2 separate regions of the Mus musculus genome follow, and region 2 is linked to region 1. Evidence: chromatin contacts called from public promoter capture Hi-C data. All regions are on one chromosome and are shown on one strand. The core of a region is the stretch at or near the end of the contact, and the rest is flanking DNA. Distances in the headings are between cores, read along the strand shown. Region 1 holds the start of Ffar4 (free fatty acid receptor 4). Region 2 has its middle 6.1 kb from the start of Gm41844.

Region 1 (5,657 bases), core at 866-3,365:
ATTCCCTCGAGTGGGGGCGGGGATGAGCACAGAGTGCTGAGCACAGGCAAGGGCCCCCTCACTCAAGCTGCATCGGGGTACAGTCTCAGTCTGGGGGTTGGCTGGGAGGAGACAAGACCTTTTTATTTCCTTATTAGTGTTATTTACCAGCCCAATAGGATTGTACCTGAATGAATTTTAAAAGGGACAGTCCACCTGGAAATTTAAGATATACTATTTGGTCTTAATTCTTGGAATTGGAATGCTTCTGTGTTAAGAGCAAGAAATTCTCTAAGTTCTATGAAAAATACAGCAATACTGTTGTAACTCATTGGGGGGGGGGCGTGCAGCTTAAACAAACAACCGAAGGCAGAGCTGCCCCCTTATTGGGCTACCCAACATTTTGAGACTGTCACAGCATTGCCATCCATGTTGGGACATGTTCATAGCTATCCACATTAGTATCCACATGTGGCCAGCTGGACATGCATGTGACCTAGCTGGTCCCTTTGGTGAGGAGTTAGATCTGAGCTTTCTGGAAGCATCCATGTGGCCTGCCCTGATGCTCAGGTGTATCTGGACTAAGGACAAGCCTGGAGTGAAAGAGGGATCTTCCTTGGTCTCTTCTAGGCCAGCAGTACCCATCAGCTCAGTTAACCCTGCATCACCTGTACCCACCAGGTACACATGGTCACATGGTTATGTGTTCTTTAATGAAGAGTCACAGGCCTGATTGGTTTCTGCTTATTAGTCATTCAAAGTCAGTACCAAACAAACACTCCCCTCTGTGAGTTGGGGGGGTTGATTTTTTTTTTTTTAAGATACCGTTTGTCAGGGTGTAGCCTTCATCCACCCTTGCCCTCAATTAAAAAAAAAAAAAAAAGCGATTGGTCTGTGGACACTGCCAACCCTGGAAGCCCTCCTCTGTGTTCGGAGGTTTGGGGGCTGAGGAGGGGGGTGAGTGGGGTTCACATAACCAGCATTTCTGGTCAGAGTATATGCGGGAACAGGAACCTTTCCCCCAGGGGACATCCCACTACTGTAGGATTTCTCCTTGAGACTGCTCTTCTAAGCAGGAGCCCAGCAATAAGGAAGATGCTGGGTGCCCCAGCTTCTTTGTCTGTTAAATAGATGCGATAATAACAGTAGCGTGACATTTGGAGAGAAAGCAGAAACTCTGTGAGAAGCCACCTCGCACCCTGTGTCCCACCTGGCTGTAAGCTCCCATTGCTTAATTAGCCTCATAATAGTCTCTGCAGTTTGCAAAAAGTCCGGGAAGGCCCCCTTAACACTTGTGAGGATTTACTTACCCACTTGGCACTGTGGGTAAACTGACGAAATTAAACTCCAGAGTATTGGGCACTGGGTCTGCCAAAAAGGATACAATTCCACCCACGACCTATTATTGTTACTAGTCACTATCCCCCACCCCCACCCCCGGCCCACGGCTTTGGTCAGATCCTTGCCTCCCACCAGCAGCCCGCCTGGATACTTGTTGCGTTGCACGCAGCCAGCGCTCACCTGGTCCCCGCCGGGAAGGCGCTGCGGGACCACGCGGAACAAGATGCAGAGGGGCAGCGCGGCGAGCGCCGAGTAACCCCATATGAAAGCCAGCAGTGCCGCCTGAGTCCGCCGCCCCGGGCCGCTCAAGCCGCGCCGGAGGCGCACGATGCACACCATGCGCTCCAGGCTGACCGCGGCCAGTGTGAGGATCGTGACGCTGCCGCTCATTGTCATCACGTAGAAGAGCAGGTGGCAGACGACGGGCCCCAACAGCCAGGCCTCAGTCCAGCGCACGACGAGCACTAGAGGGATGGCGCTGGTGAAGAGCAAATCCGCGCAGAAGAGGTTGAGCACCAGGCTGGCTGTCGCCCCACGGCGCCGACGGCGCGCCACCAGCACTAGAGCACACACGTTGCCCAGCAGTGAGACGACAAAGATGAGCCCCAGAACGGTGGTCTCCACGACGCTCAACACCAACCGGTGGTCGCCCTTGACATCCGAGAAGAAAGGGAAGTGGGTGCGATTGACTTGGTCCAGGGTGTGCGAGGGGCCAGGGCCCGTCGTCTGTGCACACTCAGGGGACATGCCGGGCGCCCGGCCGCCCGCCGCTGTCTGAGAGAGCGCTCATCTGCGAGGTAACTGAATGCCAAGGCGGGGAAAGAGGGAGGGAGGAGGTTGCGACACCTCCCCTCTGTCACCCTCCCGCCCGAGTTGCCCAGGCTCTGGGCGTAGGAGCTGCGTCCAGGGCGCACCGGAACGAGGAAGTGCCTGGCAACACTGGCCTGAACACCGTGGGTGGGAAGGTGGCCACCAAGGCAGAGACCTCAGACCCTTGGGCAGTCTAAGTGCTCTTAAGCCAGAAAATTAAAGAATCTCCGCCTCCCTGTCCCTGCCCCGCCCCCCCCCCCCCCCCCGCCCCCGAGGCCGCCTTCTTCATCTTTCATGGACACTGATTACTGAAATCCTACTTAAGCTAACCCTGATCGAAGAGTGTCAGAGTTGAACTTGGGAAATGGTGCGGACCAGTGTAGTTCAGACTGCTCTAAAGAAATCCCATAGGTAGGAGGTTGATCCCAAAACAACTTGTAATGGGCCAGTGTTTATCTGATTTGGGGGTGAGTTAATCTCCTTATATACCAGTTTGTTTGTTTGCGTTTGCAAAATAGGAAGAATTACTTTGCCTGAGAATTTGGTTCTTTGTGTAGAGCATACACCTAGTGTGAGGGAGGCCCTGGGTTTGATACTCAGCACGGAAGTGCAGGGAGGGGTGAGAGGGAGGATGAGGGGAGGGAGAGAGGTCAGGTGCACAGTCAAGCTTTGAAAGTGCCTCAGGCTCCCAGGGTGAGAGCACTTGACCTTCTGATTCTGTTAGAGAAGAAACCTGAGCCTCTGCGAGAATGACTTTGCTAAGGTGGCCTTTGGTGACTAATAGACGTTCCTGGACCCCTAGACTTCCTTCTTGCCATTAAACCACCCACCATTGCTTCTGGTTTCCTTTTCTAGAAAATGAGATAACTAGTCAGTTAAAAGTGTGTTTGGGGACTGAGATCTAAAGACCACTTCTCTAAGTACTCCAACCACCTAAGACCTCATGCCCTCTCCCTTTGCCACACCCCCAGGCCTCTCCTCCTGCCTATTCTGCCTGGTGGTTTGTCTCCAGGTATTTATGAAGAACAGCATGTGCCCGTTGAAGTTGACGGTGGTGCCTGGAAGCGCATGCATGTGCGCCTCTGCTTATCACCCGCATGTGACTCCAAGTACATGCTGTGACTTCTAACATGATGTGCAGATCCTATGTCAGTGGGAGAGAGGCACAGCTGGAGGTTTGGGTAGCTTCAAGTTGGAAAGTGGAACCAGTGGGGGCTGGGCACTGCTGGAAAAGCCAAAAAAAGAAAAAGAAAAAAAAAAAAAAGAGTGAAACGAAGGGGCCTCAGAGATGGGACTTTGGGAACTGTCTGATTGGGGTCAAGAGATACTAGCTCTGTGTAGAGAGGTGGGAAAAGTGAGGGAGGAAAGGAGAGGAAGGGAGGGAGGGAGAGAGGGAAGGAGGGAGAGAGGGAGGGAGAGATCAGAATGGACAACTGAAAGGAACACTTACATTCTATATTATAAAATCACACTCATATTCTGTATTGTTAAAAAAAAAAAAAAGGAATCACCAGTTGCATAGTTAATGGTTTGTTTGTTCTGAGTGAACTACCTCACAGCAGCTCAGATGCTCCTGGAGGAGCTTAAGGTTGATACTAGCAGAAACCAGACTGGGCATCTCATGAACTGTCTGAGCCCACACAGCTCCAGAAAGAGCAACTGTGGCTGAGCACCTGACCAGAGGGGCCAAACTGGGCTCTGCTCCCTCACTTTTTGTTTTTGTTTTTGTTTTTGTTTTTTTTTTTGTTTTGTTTTTTTTTTTTTTTTTTTTTTTGAGGCAGGGTTTCTCTGTGTAGCCTTGGCTGTCCTGGAACTCACTTTGTAGCCCAGGCTGGCCTCAAACTCAGAGATCCACCTGCCTCTGCCTCCCAAATGCTGGTATTAAAGGCATGCGCCACCACGCCCACCCCCCCCCCCCCACTTCTTTATATGCTCTGCCAGCCAATGCAGATGTTTCTAGGATGTCCATCCGCTGTCTTCTCAGTTTACCAGCTCTCAGGATAACCCACACCTTTAAAAGATTCTATTCCTACGCCTTCTTGTTGAAATTTGCAAGTCTAATTAACCAACTAGGGTGGTGTGTCTGGACTGGAAGGACTTCACTATCAATACCCTCTGGGGTTCTGCCAATGGTAAAATGATTTGGGCAGAGACTCCTAAACCTTCTCCATTCCTATCACCTTTGTGTGTTCCTAGACCAAAGAACTACTTGACCCAAGACTGATGGTCCCACTACAGTGACAGCCTGCTGGAATGGGCGCACCTTTGGAACCCTAATCCACAAAATCAGGCATCAGGTTTGAGTAGCCTTATCTTCTCTATATAATGCTTTTGTGTTCTCTCTCCTCTTTATCACAGTAACCCTTGAGCATCCTGCTTCCTAAAGATGTTCCATTGTGAGTCTACGGTTGGTAACCTACAGCTTCCTTGGAGCTATTGGTGTGTGCAGAACGGAAGATGCTAGAACCACTGTGTCCCTGAGCACCAATGGTCACTAGTTAAGAGCACAGGCTTAGACACTAGTCTGCTGGGACCACAGTGCTGACCACATAATTCATTGTGTGATTTTGCACTTCTTAGTTCTTCACTGCCCCTATATATGAGAACAGAATAGTGACAGGCTGGGATCATGCAAGGTTTGGGAAGATCAAATGAAGTTTCTATGTATGATGTATTTAGCATGAGAGTCAAACGGGATTTTAGGTTTAGCTCTCTGCTCAACACAGTATATGGACTTATGAGCTGACGAAACCACCATCTTCTTTAACAGTCTCAGCTTCTGAAATTATTATTTGGATCCTCTTCACTCCAAGTTGCTCGGGTTTGCAGCCTACTGTGGTGATTTGAATGAGAAAGGCTTCCATGGGTTCATATAGTTGAATGTTGGGTTCTCAGGTGGCAGAACTATTTGGGAAAAATGAGCAGGCGTGGTCTTGTTGGAGAAGGTGTGTCGCTGAGGGTGGGCAGGACATTTTCCAGTGTCCCTTTTCTGCCTCACGGTTGTGGCATCTACCTGTAATCCCAAGCCTTGGGAGCTGAAGCATCCTAATGATTGAGTTCAAGGCCAGCGTGGGCTGCACAGTAAGCCACCACCCACCTCTCTGCACTTGTCTAGCCCCAGTAGCACTGAGGTTGAGAGACCTGTCTGAAACTTGACAAGATCACTTCCTACTGTCTGCTCTGCGGTGGAATCTCGTTTAGCGGTGAAAGCCCAACGGGTTATCATTTTTTGTCATGGAAGTTTCACTACCAGATCTGTAAGCCCTTAACCTACCCTCTCCCCTCCCACCGGGCTCCGTTTGTACTGTGTGGCATTAGCCATACATGCTTTGAGATTCCCTCCATCCACACGGCTCTGTAGAGTCATCAGGGCATCTAGCCCTTCTGTAGACACCCAACCCAGGAAACCGTGGGCTGAATGTCAGCTGATTGCCATTAATTACTCCTAGCGTGCCCTTCGCTTCTCCCACTCTTAGGTGGAACCATGGAAACAAGACAGGGACCCACCAAGTGTAAATATGGACAGT
Region 2 (5,657 bases), core at 2,118-4,617, 280 kb before region 1:
TCCAAAAAGTCCGACTCGGGTAGGTTAACTGATACAGAATGGGCCACAAAACGGGCCCCCGAGGCCGCTGGGACGTCTCCCAGGGGCTGCGGCCGGGAATACGAACTCGTCAGTTCTTCCGCGGAACCGCCAGATACAGATCTAGTTAGCTAACTAGTACAGACGCAGGCGCAAACATTGGATGCCGGCACAAACACGCACGAAGACAGAGACAGACACGAAACGACCGCTGGCCAGCTTACCTCCCGGCGGGGGATCGGTGGTCCCTGGGCAGGGGTCTCCAAATCTCGGTGGGACCTCCAAATGAAAGACCCCCGACGTGGGTAGTCAATCAATCTGAGGAGACCCTCTCAAGGACCAGCGAGACCACGATTCGGATGCAAACAGCAAGAGGCTTTATTGGGAACACGGGTACCCGGGCGACGCAGTCTATCGGAGGACTGGCGCGCCGAGTGTGGAGTTTTTACCCTTTTTATAGGGCTGGGGCTGGGGAGCAAAAAGCGCGGTTACAGAAGCGAGAAGCGAGCTGGTTGGTTAGTTCGAATAAGGCTTGGGGTATTTCTCGGTCATTTGGGGAAACTGAGGTGGGACTTTTTAGTTCTAAACAATGTCTATTTTCAAGAAATGGGTATGGGAGGGGTACGAGGAAAGGGTCTAATGAAGGTTCAACAATGGGCACACACCTGGTCAGAACATTGGCAGACACACAGGTTCAAGGAGTGGCCAGAGCACTGTGCACCTCTATTTTTTTAAATCAGTGAAGCTAGTTCTGCTAACACTGACGTCTGAGAGCCATCTGTTCTTGGCCCTGAGCCGGGGCCCAGGTGCTTGACCACCGATATTTGGCCCCTGTCCCAGTATTATTTAGCCTTAATCTTTAACTGTTAATCTTTAACTGAACTTTCTTGTAACTTTTGAGAACTCAGCTCTGGTACTTTTTCATGCCTTGCAAAATGGCGTTACTGCAGCTAGCTTGCTAAGCCTGATGGTGGGGTCTTTCAGAAGGAACAGGCAAGAGAGAGGCCGCTTAGGATGAATACACACGAATATACTTGACAGGCAAAATTATATCCCTCAAATAGTTAACTAGCTCTGGAAACGTCAGAAGCAAAGAAGACTCTAAGTGTATCTTAACAAAAAATTCCACTGAGAATCACCGTATGCTTCAGAAATTCCACGGTGCAGGGACCTGAGCACACCTGTTTGTATGTTGTTTGTATCCTGGTTCACAGACGCATCATCAACATAGACAAAAGGTGAATACAGCTCAAATGCCCACCGATAGATACGGCAAATATGATATACTTCATATAAGAGAATATTATTCAGCATTCAAAGTTACAACATGGATAAATCTTAATAATTTTATGCAAATGAGATAAATCAAACCCAAGGGACAAAATTGTATGGCTTTACTTGTTAGAAGGGCCTAGCATAATCAGATTCATAGGGATGGGAAGTATAATTGTGGTTGCCAGGGTGTGGGGTGGGGTGGGGAAGGAATGGGGGATAGTGCTTAGTGGGTGTGGTTTCAGTTTAGGTAGATGAGAGTTCTGTGGATAGACAGCAGTGATAATGTAAATAAATACCACCGAGCTCTGTATTCAAAATGGTGAAAATTGTAACCATTATGGGAATGTCTATTTTTTCAGTTTTGTAGTTATTTAATGAGTAATTTTTGAGACAGGGTCTCATATAGCTCAGATTGCCCTGGAGGTCTTTGTGTAGCCAAGAACTTCCAGTCCTTTTCCCTCTATCTAATCTTGGTTTATGCAGTGCTAGGGATCAAACCCAGGGCTTTTTGCATGTTAATGAAGCTAATAGAACTCTACCACCCCACCCCATACACCAACTACCCTTAAATGGGTAAAACTTCCCAGAGAAACCCCTTCTGAGAGTATGTAGGAGTCAGCAAATGTAGCAGCAGTGTAGCCAGGCAGGAGCCACATGCCTGCAATTCCCGTATGAGAGAACCTGAGGCAGGAGGATGGGGAGTCACAGAGCACCCTGGGCTACACTGGGAGGCATCCTGGGCTACACTGGGAGACTCTATCTCAAACTAATCCAAAGAGAACATTAGCAAAAGGCTCCATGGGAACCTAGAGCCATAGTTGCAGTTAACTTGGGTCTACATCCCCACCAAGACACATGAGCTACCTATGATCCTTAGCACCAGCCTTGGCCACGCTTCAGTTCTGGCTCCTAACTACAGAGAAGAGAAAAAACATTCTGGGTTTAGGAGACACTGAGACAGTCTGTCCTGTTGAATAAGATTTATTCAGAGGGTAATTAACACTATAAACAGACAGACAGACGTCAGACAGACAGACATGATGGGAACTCTAAGGAGAGTTCAGGCCCATGTGGCCTAGTGGGGTGGTAATGTCCCTTCTCAGAAGAAGGAAAGAGGGTCTATGTCATGTGATTGATGGATCCTTTATACAGAGCTGGCAGCCAGGCTGTCTCTGATTGCTGGGTGACAAATGGGACTGAGGAGAGTATATTAGCCTGGGAGCTGTGTGAAAATCAGCTGTGAGGGAGGGGAGAGACTCAGCTGTAAATGAACATGACCTGGGCAGCAGCCTGAGCTGGCTTGGGATCTAACGATGAGCACCAGAGACAGAAAAGCTAAGAGGGGAGAGAAAACCTGGTTTAGTGCCTTCCCAGCCTTTCAGAGTTTTGTAGCTAAATATTACCAGTAGTAAAACATATGAACTCGGGGTTCTACAGTTTTACTCTCTGGAGACAGAGTGTACGACTCTTGTAAGACTTTGGAGGTTTCTTTGAAGTCCTGTGTTCCATCTGAAATATTTATGTCCGTTTCCCTTCTAGACCCTGATGTATTTATCTTCATCCCATTTTTAAAAATGTAGCAGATTTGGCTAACATCTAAGTGTTTACACTAGACAACAGAGATGAAATGGGAGACGAAAGAGACAGGGTCCCAACCTCTCACAGATGACCTCTCACTGGCCTTGGCATTGCCTACTCTCACTCAGACTACAGGATCCAGACCTCGGCTCTCTGCTCCAAGCTTGACAAACTGGCCTGGGAGACAGGGGTCGGGGTATATGTGGCTGGAGAGCTCTCTGATTCTCCTAGCTCTCCTGGCCTCGAGTCAGAGGGCTGCACCCCTGCAGTTTCCTGGGCAGAGGGCACCCTGCAGACCTTGTTGCGTGTTTCTTTGTAGATCCTCTCTCTCCAATCAGTTCCTGAGAACCGTGGCTCCTATGTACATAAATTATTCCTAACACCCCGGGAACCTTTACCTTCCTCTGTGAACTTATCTATGCTTGGAGACTGGGCATGCTCAGAGATGATCCCTGTTAACCTCAGATTTGTTATGGTCCAATATCTGGGTTCCACTCTGCTCTCCTTTTAATCATTAACGTTTCTGAAATGCTCCAAATATGCCACACACAATTAGGTGCATCGGTTCATTGACCCCCGGGGAATTTAACCAGGCAGTTCAGTAATTGTTAAAAGCCAGGCTCTGGAGTCCCGTTCACTAACCAGCCCTGTGGTTTCAGGAGAGTGATGACTCCCATCTGAGCCTCCCCCTTCCCCGATCTTGTTTTCTCCTATAGAAAATAGAAGAAGAAAACTATTTAGCGGCTAAGAAGATGAGAGGATTCATTTCCAACACCAGATGCAAACGCTCTTTTTTCTCTTTAAGGTGTGTGTTTTATCTTCAACTTACAGATGGGGAAAGTGAAGCTTAGAGATGTCAACTGATTTGCTTACAGTCACACTAAAAGGGAGGCGCAGAGATGGGATTAGAATTCAAGACTTTAGATACTTCAGTGGGTGGTCTGGACAGTTTTCCCCTGCTTCTCAGGCAGGGCATTAACAGGATTTCAGGCTTTTGAGAGCAGCACCTCATTAGAGCAATTTCTTTCACCTGATCTTTTGGCTTTAACTCTGAGACCACTGAGCTGGCAGCATGCTTTGCCAGCTATTGCTACAATCGTGATACTCCGTGGTTTGCATTAGGGTTTGTGGTATCTCTGAGAAACCACACTCTTCTTGGAGTAGAATGCTATGAAATGAAGAAAAACAATTGTATAACGATACTAACAAGATCCATAATTATATATAAGTCATTTATCAATGGTTTCTTGATTCCATTTATCTATTTGCTATATTGTCAGCCAAGTATGGACCACCAAGATACACCATCCACCCAGGCAATACTGGGCCTATAAATCAACCAAGCCTCCAATGCCTTCTGAAATCCAGTATTTGATGGTGTAGTTTCAACTACTGCCGAAACCATGGAAATGTATAGCTCAAAGAAAGCTCACTCACTGAGCATGCTCATGTCAACATGACCCAGATCAAGAAACAGAGAATAGGGGCTGGAGGGATGGCTCAGTGGTTAAGGGGTATTGACTGCTCTTCCAGAGATCCTGAGTTCAATTCCCAGCAACCACATGGTGGCTCACAACCATCTGCAATGGGATCTGGTGCCTCCTTCTAGTATGTCTGAAGAAAGCAATGGTGTACTCACATACATAAAATAAATAAATAATCTTAAGAGAGAGAGAGAGAGAGAGAGAGAGAAGCAGAGAATAGTTCTCAAAATGGCCACTCCATGGATGGCTCTTCACTATACCCTCCAAAGATAAGCTCTTCAGACTTCTAAACTACACTTATCTGCTTATCTAAACCTCAGGTGTTTATGTAGTTTTCATCTGCTATGCTTTGAGTGTGCCCTCAGAAGTTGATATTATGTATTGGCCAGACCCCCAACCCCTATAGCTGTAGCCATTTTGGTCCATGCCTGCCAGCTAGTTAACATTGTTGCTGTAACATGCCTGCCAGTCACTGACACAGAGAAGTGACTTGGCTCAAGGACATGCTGACCACACACCCTGTTTTGTTCTCTATGCTCTGAATGAGCAGTATGAGGTTTGCTAGTTAGTCTTAAGACATTCCACAAAGGTTTATGTAGGACCCATCAAATCAAAGGTCGGTATGAACTGTTATGTCTAAATTATCTTGGGTCAGAGCTAACCACAGGGCAGCCCTTCCTGCATCTATGTATGAGCTCACTGTGATTTTTGTGGGTAACACTGAAGAATGCTACTAGTAAGCCAAAATGTTGTGATTATAATACTTGTGCTCTGTTATCTGAATCTTCTGAAATTCCCCTGTTTGCCACCCATCCACCACCTCCCTTGCCTTACCCAGGACCAAGCAGCTTAAAGGTTAGCTGATAATACTTTGCCTAGTGAGCCATCTGCTCCCCTCCTTGCCCTTTAAACTTTTGAACCTGGTTTTCCCTATAAAAAGTCTACCCTGAGAGCAGACTGGTGCCACAATTAGGTTTTTCCTTCTCGTGGACCTGGACGTCCAGTATTATGGTGTGTGTTCAATAAACTTTTCTTGCTTAACTGAGATTGGTGTATTCGTGGTTGGTATGGCAATTTCCTGAACCCCACAATTGGAAATGCAATCCTCAATGTTGCAGTGTTGAGAGATGGGACCTTTAAGAAATGAGCTGGCCTACAGTTGAGTAGGTTAATGTCATTAACCTGGAGTGCGTTCGTCACTGCAAGAATAGGTTTCTAAGAAAGATGAGTTAGTCGCCATCCCCTGTGCCTCTAATGCATGTGCCCTCTTGCCCTTCTGCCTTCCGTCATGGGGTGAGGCAG

Evidence for each region. Promoter capture Hi-C pulls out the DNA fragments that hold promoters and counts their contacts.
Region 2: a contact with region 1 is called in a promoter capture Hi-C map of liver, with 2.6 times the contacts expected there. A contact is called at or near these places in 5 of 39 promoter capture datasets (the 3T3-L1 cell line, embryonic stem cells, hippocampal neurons and 2 more), 2 of 130 datasets of targeted methods (embryonic stem cells and pancreatic cancer cells) and 1 of 9 other capture datasets (embryonic stem cells).

The regions. Positions count from the first base shown.
Region 1 is chr19:38,093,537-38,099,193 of GRCm38.p6, reverse strand. It overlaps Ffar4 (free fatty acid receptor 4), which reads right to left and starts at 2,115. Exons shown (of 3, transcript NM_181748.2): 1 at 1,501-2,115. The coding sequence starts at 2,067.
Region 2 is chr19:38,370,366-38,376,022 of GRCm38.p6, reverse strand. No RefSeq gene overlaps it. Among named protein-coding and RNA genes, the nearest start is that of Gm41844, 6.1 kb to the left of the region's middle.